Regions from separate parts of the Mus musculus genome. Here regions 1 and 2 are each linked to region 3. A link is a contact called in public HiChIP or PLAC-seq data. All regions are on one chromosome and are shown on one strand. Each heading gives the region's core, a stretch centred on a gene start, on an enhancer-like site or on the middle of the called end of the contact. The rest is flanking DNA. Distances are from core to core; before and after follow the strand shown.

Region 1 (4,397 bases), core at 1,841-4,340, 76 kb before region 3:
ATCCTCATTTTATAACGGAGGGCACAGGACCAGAAAGGGTTAAGTGTCTTTCCTCGGGCCATTGACACCGATTCTAACTTCCTCATAACTTCTGCTCCCCAGAATGATATGGCTTTGTGGCTCAGGGATAGCGGGGCAGGGTGGGGAAGGGGTGTAGAACCAAGGCTGAAACTTCAAGTGAGCCAAATTTCATGACATTCCACTGAAAACCAGTCACTGGAAAATGAAAGCCACATGGGTTTTGGGAAGCCCCTCCAGCATCAGCAGTGCTGGCAAGAGAGAGACAGCCTCCCTGGGGAGCATGGCGGTGAGAGGTGAGGAAGGGGGCTAGTGGGTGAATGTCCAAGAGATTGGAGACCACCCAGGAGGGAAGTAGACCAGAAAAAGATGGGCAGAAGGAACAGGACTCAGGAACTGGGCCTCTGACCAGCAGGAGACAAGACATGTCTGAGGAGGTCATCTCAACGTCCATAGTCAAAGAAGCATGCCTGATTCGGCCCCGGGGCAGAACAGGCAGCTGGTGAGAGACAGGGAGCCTCTGCAGCTGTACCCAAATGACCCCGTGCAGGTGACTTCACTTCTGCAGCTCTCCATGACCATATCTGGAAGATGACTGCGACACAGAGCCTAGGCAGCTGCTTTCAGGAGGATAAAGGACAGATAGCTTCAGGAAAGATCGGAGCTCGGTGGACTGAGGGACCCAGAGCTGGACATGTCATACGTCAGAGGAGGACACTGTGTGAATGTGCTGAAGGGGTTCACACAGCTACCCCCTCACCCCACCCCACCTCCGCTGTCCCCCAGCTGAGTAAGGAAGTCCCTTTATGATGGCAATTCTACAAAAGTCCAGGAAGCCCCTGAAAGCATTGGTAAGACCAGAGTGACCGGTGAAGCCACACATGTATGTAAGCAGGGTACTTGACCCTGACACTTCAGGGTCTGAGGTCAGAATACTCTGCAGCTGGAGGAATAGCGTGGTCTTAGACATCAGATGCTCAACACCCATCATGGCCCCTACCCACTAGATGTTAATAACCGTCTATCCAAAATGGAGACAACCCTAAAGCACGCCTTGTAGAGAATCTGGTCTAATAGAAGCAAACATACATGCCACAGTTGACATGATAGCAACTGTGCTTACGAAGCATGCATGTGCGTGCATGCATGGGATGGACGACTCTTCTGAGCGTTTTGTCACATTTAACTCCTTGGATCTTCACAGTGGTGCTAGGAAAGGAAAGGAAAGGAAAGGAAAGGAAAGGAAAGGAAAGGAAAGGAAAGGAAAAGAAAAGAGCCAGAAACCTAGACTTCTATGTGGAACTGCTCAATCTTTAAACACTGCTACAACTGAAAATATAATGCATGCCACAAGGACCCGGTCTGCCTCCAAAAAAAAACAAAAAAACAAAAAAACAAACAAACAAAAAAAAGAATTAGCAGCCAAGAAGTCTAAATTAAGTCTCACTGGGTATCTGCTCCCACAGTGGGAAAGCATGGGACCTTTCTAAGTCTGCATGCATGTTATATACAAACACAATATGTGGTGCATTTGGTAAGCACCAAGTAATACCTGTGTCTACCACTCCTAAAGAACACTGGTGAGTGACATCAGCCATTTGAGAATCTAGTAGCAAGAGCTGTGGGCATTTCTATCAAAGGTAGAGGAGAGGGCTGACATTCTGTGAGGCAGAGAGACGACTCCTCAGCTGGAACTGATCAACAGCCCATGTGTCTCACAAAGGACATTAGATGGCTATACACATCCTGTCATGCCCTGTGAATTAAAACAACAGGTGAGCTCACTGTGCCGATTAGCTGATCAGCCTGACGCAAGGTAGGATCATCTGGCAAGAGAGAAGCTCAACTGAGGCTCTGCCTCCATCCCGTTACCCTGCAGGCAGATCTATGGGGGCCTTTTCTAAACTATTGATTGATGGGGTGGGAAGGCAGCTCACTGTGGCAGTGCCACCTCTGGGCAGGCAGCCCTTGGACATATAAAAAAAGGTAGCTGACCGTGAGCCTTAGAAAGCCAATGAGAGGCCATCTTCCTTGGCTCCTGCCCTGCTTTCCCTCACTGATGAACTGTGATCGGGACGTGGAAGCAGAATAAATCCTTTCCTCCCCAAGTTCCTCATGGTCCTGGTGCTTATCACAGCAATGGAAAGCAATTATATTTGCAAAACGAGTTCCTGCTAATTCCAGTTGTCAGAGGGTGTGCGAGGCAGTCCCCCACCCCCACCCCCCATACAACTGTGTGCAGGCTGACTGGTTACAACTCTAGAGGAAATCAGCTTGCCAATGTGAACCACAACAGGCCTGAACTATACACCCCAATTCGAAGACTCTATCCTGGGTATAAAATGCCAAATAAAGAAAAGGCCTAGGGGCTGGAGAGATGGCTTAGCGGTTAAGAGCATTGGCTGCTTGCTCTTCCAGAGGTCCTGAGTTCAATTCCCAGCACCCACATGGTGGCTCACAACCATCTGTAATGGGATCTGATGCCCTCTTCTGGTGTGTCTGAAGACAGCTACAGTGTACTCATATAAATGAAATAGATAAATAGATAAAGAGAAAGAAAGAAAGAAGAGGTGTTATGCATGAAAACTTGCTCCTTAGCCTAACTGAGGTGGAGAAAACCAGGAAGACACCAAATTGTAATAATAAGGCACATAGTTAAGTAAATCACCATATGTGCCCACATAGTAGATGATTAATATGATAGGTTCTGAAATAACGTGAGCATAAGAATGTGTAATTAACAAAGAAGTCTGAAACAAGATAGCATGCACTACTGCTTATAAACACAGGGTTAGAGCTGTGTGCAATCACACAGACATGACAAATGACTAAGACCAAATGTGTCCAAATGCAAACACACTTGGTGCTCCAGGAACTGAAGTTCCCAGGATCCTTAGCTGCTCTCCTGGCCCGACTGCCTATAAATACAGTTGGCTGGTTACACTCTCTGCCTTCTCCCACGGCAAGCCTCTTCTTTTAGACATTTATTTCCCCATCCACAATCCAGGCTGTCCACGCTCAAGTGACCTGACCAGAGAGGCTCCCAGTGACACCAGGACAGAGTAAACAATGCTCTACAGCCAAATGAGACCGGGCTAGGCAGGAACAGAACAGCAGCAGCCTACCACAGGCCTAGGTTTCACCTGCCGGCCACACCTCTCCTGGACACAGCTTTGTCTCTTGGAACCAAGGTTAGCAGTCCTGGCTCACTTCAGGGAAGCTATTGTTCCTGTCAGTCAGGAAGCATGGGCCTGCCCTGGCTCAGCTAGGCACGTGACCTCTGATAAGCTAACCTCTCTCAGCCCAGAAATCCCATCATCCATCTGGTGCTTGGACAACTCAGCTGAATAGAACACTTGGTAACAATCTTTTGTTTCTCTGTAGTTTCTTTCCAGTAAATTCCACAGAGACTGGTGGTTTAACCTCAAGGGACTCAAAACATGACCAATGTTTTGGTCTCAAGACTGCAGCTCCCTGACCCTCCTGGCCCAGCAAATAACTGTAACTAGTGTACTGGACGGGCTAAACCTTGGTGTCCAGGGAACACTGGTGGGACATGCCTCTAATCCCAGCACTCCCGAGGCTGGGGAAAGAGAATCCTCAGTTTTGAGATTAGCTTTGATGATATAGTGAGACCCTCTCTCAAGAAAATGAAAAACAAAACCAACCAAATCAAAGCTTGAAGCTGGACTCTGCCTGGAGGACCCAGGAGGCCATGGGAACCGTGGCTGGCTCTAGGGTGGAGGAAGAGAGGTTTGGAACTGGGGAGGGAGAGCTGTTTGCTTTCTGCAGAGCATCCTTTTGTTTTCTTTTGAATGTTACACCACACGCTGTCATTATCTATTTAAAAACCCATCCAAATGTAAAGAGAGTCTGGCTGAAGTGTGTAAATTACAACATTATCATAAGCTTCTGGGAAGAGACGGAAGAGACTTCCTGTTTCTCTGGGATCATTTGGTGGAAGAGAGTGTCTAGGCTATTACTGTATTACTGATGGCTTCCATGATAGAGGGAAAACTCTCTCACATTTAAACAAATGGAGGCTGGAGAGGGTGACTTAGGCTTATAACCCCACGACTAGAGACTGGAGGATCAGTGCAAGGTCTTCCTCAGTTACACAGTTAAGTTGGAGATGGCCTGGACTATATGTGATCCTGCCTCCTAAATACATGCATGCATACATACACAGAGAGAATATGACAGCCGTGCAGTGGGCACACGTCTTTGATCACAGCACACGGGAGGCAGAGGCAGGCAGATCTCTGTGAATTCAAGGCCAGCATGACTAGGGGTACCAGGATATCCAGGGTTACATAGAGAAACCCTGACTCAAAATAAAACAAAAAGCCTACGTATGAGAGAGACAGAAAGCTCTAAAA
Region 2 (4,267 bases), core at 527-3,026, 74 kb after region 3:
GACAGCTCAGGTCATCAGGTTTGGCAGCAAACACCTTTACTTTCTGAGCCATCTCAACAGCCCCCACAACTGTACATCTTTAAATTAAAGGTTTGAGGGACAGTGAGAATTGAGCCCAGGGCCTTATACATGTGAAACACCATGCTATTGAATTATACCTCAGCTCCTAAAGTGTACTCTGTGTGTGTGTGTGTGTGTGTGTGTGAAACTGGGTATTGCTAAGTAGCCAAGGCTGGACTTAATCTTAATCTTGTTAATTCTCCTGTCTCACCTTCCTGGGTATGAAGATTATAGGCATGTACATATACACCCAGATCAAAACCTAGTACTTTTACATGGAAAAATCTCAGATAATATTTGTGTCACAATTTTTTTTTTTTTTTTAGGGTTTTCGAGACAGGGTTTCTCTGTGTAGCCCTGGCTGTCCTGGAACTCACTCTGTAGACCAGGCTGGCCTCGAACTCAGAAATCCGCCTGCCTCTGCCTCTCAAGTGCACGCCCGGCTGTGTCACAATTTTTAAAAGTGTAGAAAATAAAACTTAGGCCCTTCATAGAGATCTTTGAGGTCAAGTATCCTAAGGTTCTCTGTATCTCCCTAACATCCTGGAGCAGCAGGCTACCTCCAACCCAACCATGACAAGGACGTAAGTGATGTCTTTCTATGTGGCAGCTTCAAATCATTATTGCTAGGTCTAACCTAACTAATTAGACTCACAAATACATTGTGTTATGAGCAAACAGTGACAAACAGCACCTTGAGCACACACTTATTTCCAGATGTTGACAGACGCTGTAGCTCCCCGCCCTTGGGCCACCTTCTGCCTGGCTGCCTACTGCTAGCCTCCCTATCTCTGACAAAGGCTCTCCCTCTCCAGAGCATGTTTGCAAGTTGCTCCAAGAAGTGAATGCTGCACAGGAACAGCCCACAACCAAAGACTGCTGTGAGTGGGCCTGTGAGCAGCCCAGCTTCCTGTCCTGACATAAGAATGAGGATGTCTGTGCTCTATGGCTCCCCTCTCAAGGGCAAACTCAAGGGCTGGTAGCCATAGGCAGTCCTTGTCTTCCACACTACCCTGCTCTGCTGCGAACTGCATTTCCAAAGAATTAGCTACATCTGAAAACTGAACCTCTAGTACGGCAGAGGGAGGGAGCCAGAACACAAAAGAATCATCTACTAATTACACGCATGTATGCATGTATGTATTTATGCATGCATGCATGCATGCATAGAACAAAACTCGCTAGTCCATACCTCATTCTTTCTTGTTTTCTTTAAAAGAAGCCATGAACCTAACATCAAATTCCTGCTTCCCTCCCTCTCTGAACCTCACCAACCGAAATAAACAAAAAATGCATACTAAAAACAATACCACAAGGCTATACTCATCAGAAGTCTTACTTTACTGAAAGATCAGTATTTTCCTAATTGCTTAGTACTCACTGGGGCAGAGCCCAGGACCGTTAAAGGGGCCAGCTGTCCAGACAGAACGCTGACTCAGAAGACAGCCTTAGAAGGAAGAAAACATTCCCAGAGTTAAGTCTGCTGGTTCTGATATAGCTCCTCAAACACACAGAAAATGCTTGGAATGCTTTCAATGCTTTTGGGGGTAAAGCAAGTTCTGATAGTTCTTCTCCTTAAAACTCTTCCATCTACCAGGACTGATCATTTCCGGGGTGGTGGGGGTGGGGTGTCTCCACCCACTGACATCTAGCCAGACTCTGTAAGTGCTCACACCAACACTGGAATTACAAGCTGCCCTGAAGAATTCAGTTATGGCATTTAGTGGTTGGCTGTTGGATTCTTGCCAACATTAACAGTTGGCTGCCTGGGATACTGTTAACTGTGAGAGCCTGAAAATAAAATGAGTTCATTCTTTTATTCTTTAAACAAATATTTATTGAGTGTCTACTATGTATTGAGCACTATTCTAGGGAAGGAAAGAGAAATGGCGAAGAGAAAGCAACGCTGTCTCTGCTCTCACGGGACAATCATCTTTTATTGAGTCGGGTAAAATTATACACATATAATGTGGGAAAGGGGAACAATGTTAGGAACAAGAAACAAGAAATATATACGTGACGTTCCCAGTGGGGGCAAGCATTAAAAGAACAGGGAACCATCTAGATAAGAAGCTGAGGTAGCCGGGGTAGGTGGTTTCCATTTATGTAAGGTGGCCACAGAAGACTTCTCTGATAAAATGGCACTGTGAGCAAAGCCCTGAAGGAAATGAGGGAGCAAATTATGTGGTTATCTGGGAGAAGACTATTCCAAAAAGGGACAGAGAATTCTGGGATATTTAAAATATAAAGCAGCAAACTCTGTGTAATGGCTGAAACCTGTAATCCAAGTATTCAGACGGCTTTGAGGCAAGAGGCCAAGTGAGGAAGAGCCTAGCTTAAACTATAAAGAGTTCTAGGACAGCCTGGACTACAAAGTCACAGCACATCACAAAACAAAGTAAAAAGCATAACAAATTAGGTAGCCAATGAGCCTGAGGCTCCACTCATGCTGGGCAGGAAACCCCCTCAACTGTACTCCTCCTGACCTTTTCTTTTTTTTCCATTTTTTAAAAAATTTATTAGGTATTTTCTTCATTTACATTTCCAATGCTATCCCAAAAGTCCCCCATGCCCTCCCCGCCCCAACTTCTTGGCCCTGGCGTTCCCCTGTTCTGAGGCATATAAAGTTTGCAAGACCAAGGGGCCTTCCTCCTGACCTTTTAAAACTTGTTCTGAGACTGTGTCTTACTAGCTTGCCGGTCTGACCTTGAACTTGCCACCACAGGCCTTTGTCATTAGGCTCCACTTTTTTCAATGTGTGTAGAAGATTATCTCAAGTGGGCCCTGAGGTAGTGACACATTTAACCTCACCACTGGGAGTAGAGCTTCCTTTCCTAAGGTTGCCTCCTAGGTCTGGGCTGGATGAAACATCAGACTTAGTGAGGCCTGGCAATGGTCAGTGCTCACGGCACTGAAGTCCTGGTGTGCTCTCTGAAAGATTTCTGCTGTAGAAACAGAGACAGAAGAGCTCTAATGCCAATCACTCCCAAGAGAAATCTACAGTCCATGCTCTCATTAACATTCATAATCACTTGTACTAAACCATAAAGCTGAACTTCATAAAGCAGAGGTGTAATCTCTCTCTGTCTGTCTGTCTGTCTGTCTGTATTGGTTTCTCTTTCTTTCCTAATCACTGGGATTACAAGACTGGGCCACCATGATCCAGTGTTCTGCATGGGTCCCAGATGGTGTGTGTATTGGGGGTGTTGAAACTGGGTCCATTTAATCCCAGAAATCAGGAGGCAGAGGTAGCAGATCTCTGTGAGTTTGAGGCCAGCCTGGGCTACATAGAGAGACCCTTTCTCAAAGCAAACAACCCCCCTCCCCTCAAATCTCAGTTCTTAGGAGCCTTTACCTTATAAGGTAGAATAGAACAGGGAGATGCCAGAGGGAGACTATTTCAAATACAATACATAGGCAACAGTGTCTCCATTTCTCCCAAATACTTAGAACTGAGGAAAAGGAGAACCATATACTACCTTGGGGCAAAGGAGACATACTTTGTCTGGCTTTGGGCTAGAAAGATAACAATACAAAACCGAGCATGGGTTGTACAGTCTGTATTCTCCACAATCTTTTTCCAGCTAGTATCAAAGCTTAGCTGTTGTCTCCACAATGACTCATTTCACTGCTCACAGGGAAGTTTAACCTAATCCACGTCAGTACACAAATACTAACTTGATCAAGTACAAGGGCTCAACAATCACTCCTTCACAATGGGTGTCATAAAAAAGAGGACCACACAGGGAGCTGCGTGGGCTTGCTTGCCCTGATACACTGTAAGTGTGCTAACCTATAAGGCAACAGTGATTTAGGCCATACTCTACTTTCTGGTGCTATGATAAAAAGCAATGTTCGCGCCAACAACTTCTGCCCATTTCTTCATTTCTCTTTTTCAAATTAAAAAGGAAAAAAAAATATACACGTGTATGTATGTGGTGTGTGTATATGTGTGTGTGTATTTAACTAATTTAACTATGTCTATGTGTGAGTGCAGGTGCCTGGAGGCCTGGACTGGAGTTACAGGTGGCTATGAGCTGCCTGCTGTTGGTGATGGGAACTGAATTCAGGTCTTCTGGAAGAACAGGATGTGCTTTTAACCACTGAGCCATTTCTGTAGCCCCTACTTTTTCATCTCTCATATTTAAAGATGTTTTAAAATTTGTATATACAAATGTTTGACCTGCACTGTGTAAGTAAGTGTACC
Region 3 (4,576 bases), core at 1,809-4,308:
GCACACCCCTGTGACCCCAGCACTCAGAGGCAAGAAGACCAGGAGTTTAAGCTCATCTTCTGATACTTAAGGAATTTCAGACCGTCTGGGCTAACTGTGACCATGTCTCAAAACAAAGCAGACATAAAGATATTTCCCAGGAGGCACAGGCAGGGAGATTGCCTCAGATTCAAGGTCAGAGTGGTCTACATAGTGAGTCCCAGCCAACCTGAGTTAGAGAGTAAGACACTGTCACAAACAAAACAAAACAGGGGGACCGGTAGGATGGCTCAGCAGATAGAGGTGCTCATTGCCAACACTGGAGACTCAAGTTCTATCCCCAAGACCCACATACATGATAGTTGAGAACTGATGCCGATGGTTGTCCTATAATATCCACATGCAGGCTCTGACCATAGGGGTGTGTGTGTGTGTGTGTGTGTGTGTGTGTGTGTGTACACTATAACTAGTAAAGTGGTTGTTTTTGTTGTTGCTATTGTTTTGAGACAGGGTCTCACTATGTAGCCCTGGCTATCCCAGAACTCTCTACATAGTCCAGGCTAGCCTAGAACTCAGAGAGAGATCCTTCTGCCTCTGCCTCTATGCTAAAATTAAAGGTGTGTGCCACTATGCTCAGCTTAGTTGAGTGTTGAAACACACACACACACACACAAGAAAGGAAGGAAGGAAGGAAAGTGGAGTTGAGGGCACCTCAGGCCATTGAGAAACGCTGGGTGGAGGCCTGCCACCCGGGCACCTACTGCACTTCCTCACTCCCTCCTGTCCTGGTTCCACTCGTGCTTGGTGCCTGAGCAGCACAACACTCCACCCCCTACCCCCAAGTCCCTTGCAGCTCTGACATCTACTCTCTCCTGACCTTGAGACTACCCTGACCTCCAACTCTGGGTTTGTAAAGCTTGGGGCTGCATGCCAGTCTTCCTAAATGAGTTTGTAAGGCTGAGGCTCTCCTCCTATAGATTAGGAGGACATCAATGGGAGAGTGATTATGTGCCACTTCCTTCTCAGCCCTTCTCTTTCTTCTTCTCCTGGATATACCACAAGAAGGTAGCTGTTGGAGAAATCAGACTAAATGTGGCCTGTGGGCATCTTGATTTTCTTGACTTTCAGCCTTTGAATTATGAGAGATAAATGCCTGTGTAGCCTGTGACATCTTGTTGCGGTAGCCTCAACAGACTGCCACGTCTACCCAAGAGGCTCAGCAGCTCTAGGGGCAGCAGATTACTCAGGCAGGGGACAGGGGACAGTGGGAATGAATATGTCCCACCTTACTCTCTAGCCAGTCCCTGAAAGCCTACCCAAGGAGCTTGCTCCAAGGACTGTACAGGCAGCTGTGTTCTCTAGAAAACCTCTTAGAACATCTTCCCTATCCTTCAGAGAGAGCTCTGCTCCTAGCAAGTCTCCTCCTTCTGCTGGGCAGACCAGGCACATGTTCTCATCCAACCACTGAGCCCGTTTATGCCTTACGCTGAATCCTTATCTGTAGAGATGCCTAAAGTTTACTGGAGAAACATGATAAAGAAGGTAATCTCCAAGGAAGTGGGTAAAGAGATAAATCCTGGTGTCTATCCCCAGAGTCCTATGCATCTGGCTGTGTCCTGCACTTGGAGCCTGTATTTTAAACAAAAACTGTAAGGTCTGCTGGTGACGGGTGGGAACCTGCTTTCTTTGGGTCGGCTGGGTGTCCTGGGCATCAGAACTTGAAAGCCCTCTCCTGTTTCCCATCCTCTGTCCAACTCTGCTGTGCAGTCCTGGTTGAGACCCAGTACTTACTGTGCACCCCAGCAAGTACTGACATGAGGGTTGCTAGGTTGATCCGGGCATCTCCCTGGGAGGAGGGGCGAGTCGTTCTTGCAGGCTGCCAACTGAGAACAGTTGGGTCTGGCCAACAGCTCTGGAGCGTGGCTGGTTGCTGAGGAAATACAAAGAGACATTACTGTCTCAGAGTTTCCACCCCCATGGAAGCCAGTGCTGGGAAGTACTTCACAGCCAGCCCAGGCGCCAGGATGAAGGGTAAGGGGGTGTCTGCGGCGCCGGGTGTCCACTCTGTGCCAGGAAAACTCCAAACCAGGCTGTGTCTGGACTAGTCCAGTCTTCCCAGCAGTCCTGCAAGTTGGGGTGTCACAGGTGAGAAAGTGAGGTCCACAAATATGAGATGGCTGACCGTGAAGAAAGAGGTGTGTGTCTAACCTGTACCAAGCATCTCATTAAGCATTGGTCAGTGCAGAGGCAGGCTCCAGCATCCAGCCCTACCCTTGCCTCTGAGCACTGTGGGACCTGGGGATCACCCCAGCAAGGTTTCACTCTCTTCCTGCTCTGACCGGATTGCCCCCACAGAGGATAGATGAGATCCAATATCCCACCCCACCCACCATGGCTACCCACTTGTCCTGGGGCAGAGAGGCACTCAGTGTGCCCAGCAGTGGAGGCTGTAAGCAGAGGGGAAGCCCTGAGGTGATTCAAGGGCTACAAGGTTGGGGGTGACCTGGGATGACAGAGAAGCTAGTGCTCCCAAGCACAGGTCACCCAGTCTAGCTGAGTGGCCCTCGAATGGCCCCTTGATATGATTGCACACCAGTGTCCTTCTCTACAAATGTAGACTGTCTCTGTTACATGTGTAAGGAACGAATGAGATGAACCACAGAGGGCTTGACACATCACCACCAGCAAGTTACCAAGTGACTGTTCCCACCACTCCTGCCAGTGGTCTTTTGTTACTGTTGCCTGTTCTCTGGCTTGACTCTGGAGTCAGAGCCAGAGCCAGAGCCAGAGCCAGAGCCAGAGCCAGAGCCAGACTAAGCTGTAACCCTGGGCATCCTCAGTCTTATCCAGGGATGGTCAGGCCAGGTGGCACAGCAAAAGAGCTCGGTGGCCTTGAGAGGTGTTGCCCCCACCCCCACCCCTGCTCCAAGCCAGTGGTGCTTAGCCTTGGCTGCTTGTTAAAACCACCCTGGGAGCTTTTAGAGGTGGCCATATCCTTAAATTGAAGTTCCTGGGAGTAGGAGTCAGGCCTGGGTGGTTTTTGAAAGTTCCCAGAAGATCCCAGCAAGCAGAGTTGGAATCAGGATTCCAAGCTACTGACTCATGCACAGGAGAGAAGTTCTTTTGTTGTTTGGAGACTGACTAGCCCTGGGAGTCAGAGGAGTTTGGCCTTTGACCTACAAGTGACTTAATCTTGAGACCATTTAAGACTCAGTTTACAGCTGGGCAGTGGTGGCGCATGCACGAAAAGACTCAGTTTACTCATTTGTAAAGTGAGGGATGAAACCTATTAATAGATGGATTTTGAAGAACAGGTTTAAATTAAATACAGTTGCCTGTCATATAACAGACATTTATTATATATAATTATTATAGTCTATAGCTAAAAGTCCCTCACTGATGATCAATAACCAAATAAGTTGTTATAATACCACAGATACACACAGATACATACACATACATGCATACATATACATGTGCACACACATGCATGTGCACACACACAGAGAGATGCACAGAGACTTGTGCACACACACATGCATATAGACATGAATAGAAGACACACAGGCATACACATGCACATTTATACATGCATATGCATGAGTACACACACTCGCACACACTTATGCACGAATATCAAGTTTGAACACTCTCCTGCTTTAAGCCTCTTCAGTTCCCTTCTTCCCTCTCCGTTGCCAGCTAGCTTCCTGAGACTGTAATGTTGATGGGATTGCCCCTGGGAACCACCTCAGATATCACTTTAGAGTTTTCCTTAGGCTCTATTTGGTGACACTGCTGATGCTAGAAGATTCTTCGGGGCAGGGCTTTCTTATTTAGAGTGTTCAAATACTGGGGTTAGGAGTGGAGGAGGGGCTCCCAATGCATTCACCCTGCAAAAGCCGCACAGCTTGGCTCCAGTGTTTTGTTTCCTTGCTTTGGGCTAAAATTATCTTATTCCATGCTGACTGGAGGCTCTGGCAACTGAATCCTTTTAATTAATTAAAATGCAGAAGTAAGTCAATTATTACTTATTAAATGCATGCTCTTCCCCACAAACCTCTTAAGTATGTGATTTCCAGAGAAAGACTCTCTGCAGCACAAGTGTCCGCAGGAAATGGGGTCCTTACGTTGTTGGTTAGCAGCCTTGAAGGTCACTGAGGCTGGGCCCCTCCTTCAGTCACTTGGAAACCCAGAAACTGGAAGAGTAGGACTCTGTGGGCTGCTCAAGGATGGAATGTGAGTTTTGTTGGTTTTGATGTTTCTTTCTTTCTTTAATTTTGTTTTTGTTTGTTTGGTTGGTTGTTTGGTTGTTTGGTTGTTTTTTAGAAACAGGGTTTCCCTGCCTGTCCTGGAACTTGTTCTGTAGATCAGGTTGGCCTTGAACTCAGAGATCTCCCTGTTTCTGCCTCTCAAGTGCTGGGACTCACGGCATTGTGCCACCACCCCTGGGTTATGAGCTGTATCTCTGATACTACAGTGAAGTCTAGACGATGACTATATAGCAGAAAGCTTTGGGGAAAACAGCAGAGACACGCCATTGTCCCTCTGGGAAGAGTTAACTCAAACAGGGGCTGGGTCTGTAGAGCACTTGCCTAGC

What was found. HiChIP or PLAC-seq counts read pairs in DNA pulled down with a chosen protein or histone mark.
Region 1: a contact with region 3 is called in an H3K27ac HiChIP or PLAC-seq map of extraembryonic endoderm stem cells. The contact joins two enhancer-like sites. A contact is called at or near these places in 1 of 39 promoter capture datasets (embryonic stem cells), 1 of 484 Hi-C or Micro-C datasets (muscle stem cells) and 9 of 115 datasets of contacts at active chromatin or transcription factors (double positive thymocytes, embryonic stem cells, epiblast stem cells and 2 more).
Region 2: an H3K27ac HiChIP or PLAC-seq map of embryonic fibroblasts shows a contact between it and region 3, with 17 read pairs. The contact joins two enhancer-like sites. A contact is called at or near these places in 1 of 39 promoter capture datasets (cranial neural crest), 1 of 15 datasets of contacts at CTCF or cohesin (the NIH/3T3 cell line), 3 of 484 Hi-C or Micro-C datasets (CD4 T cells, nephron progenitors and ventricular fibroblasts), 5 of 115 datasets of contacts at active chromatin or transcription factors (double positive thymocytes, embryonic fibroblasts, embryonic stem cells and 2 more) and 3 of 9 other capture datasets (adipose tissue, liver and pancreatic islet).

The regions. Positions count from the first base shown.
Region 1 is chr12:80,213,426-80,217,822 of GRCm38.p6, forward strand. The region is part of intron 1 of Actn1 (actinin, alpha 1); the gene reads right to left. Among named protein-coding and RNA genes, the nearest start is that of Actn1, 45 kb to the right of the region's middle. Within about 2 kb of position 3,091, at least 95 of the 459 cell types and tissues checked have an H3K27ac peak or open chromatin away from gene starts, as enhancers often do. A contact at or near this core is called in extraembryonic endoderm stem cells and muscle stem cells, where this site is marked.
Region 2 is chr12:80,364,610-80,368,876 of GRCm38.p6, forward strand. The region is part of intron 6 of Dcaf5 (DDB1 and CUL4 associated factor 5); the gene reads right to left. Among named protein-coding and RNA genes, the nearest start is that of Mir1843a, 25 kb to the right of the region's middle. Within about 2 kb of position 1,777, at least 158 of the 459 cell types and tissues checked have an H3K27ac peak or open chromatin away from gene starts, as enhancers often do. A contact at or near this core is called in the NIH/3T3 cell line and embryonic fibroblasts, where this site is marked.
Region 3 is chr12:80,289,208-80,293,783 of GRCm38.p6, forward strand. No RefSeq gene overlaps it. Among named protein-coding and RNA genes, the nearest start is that of Gm29952, 21 kb to the left of the region's middle. Within about 2 kb of position 3,059, at least 81 of the 459 cell types and tissues checked have an H3K27ac peak or open chromatin away from gene starts, as enhancers often do. A contact at or near this core is called in the NIH/3T3 cell line, embryonic fibroblasts, extraembryonic endoderm stem cells and 1 more, where this site is marked.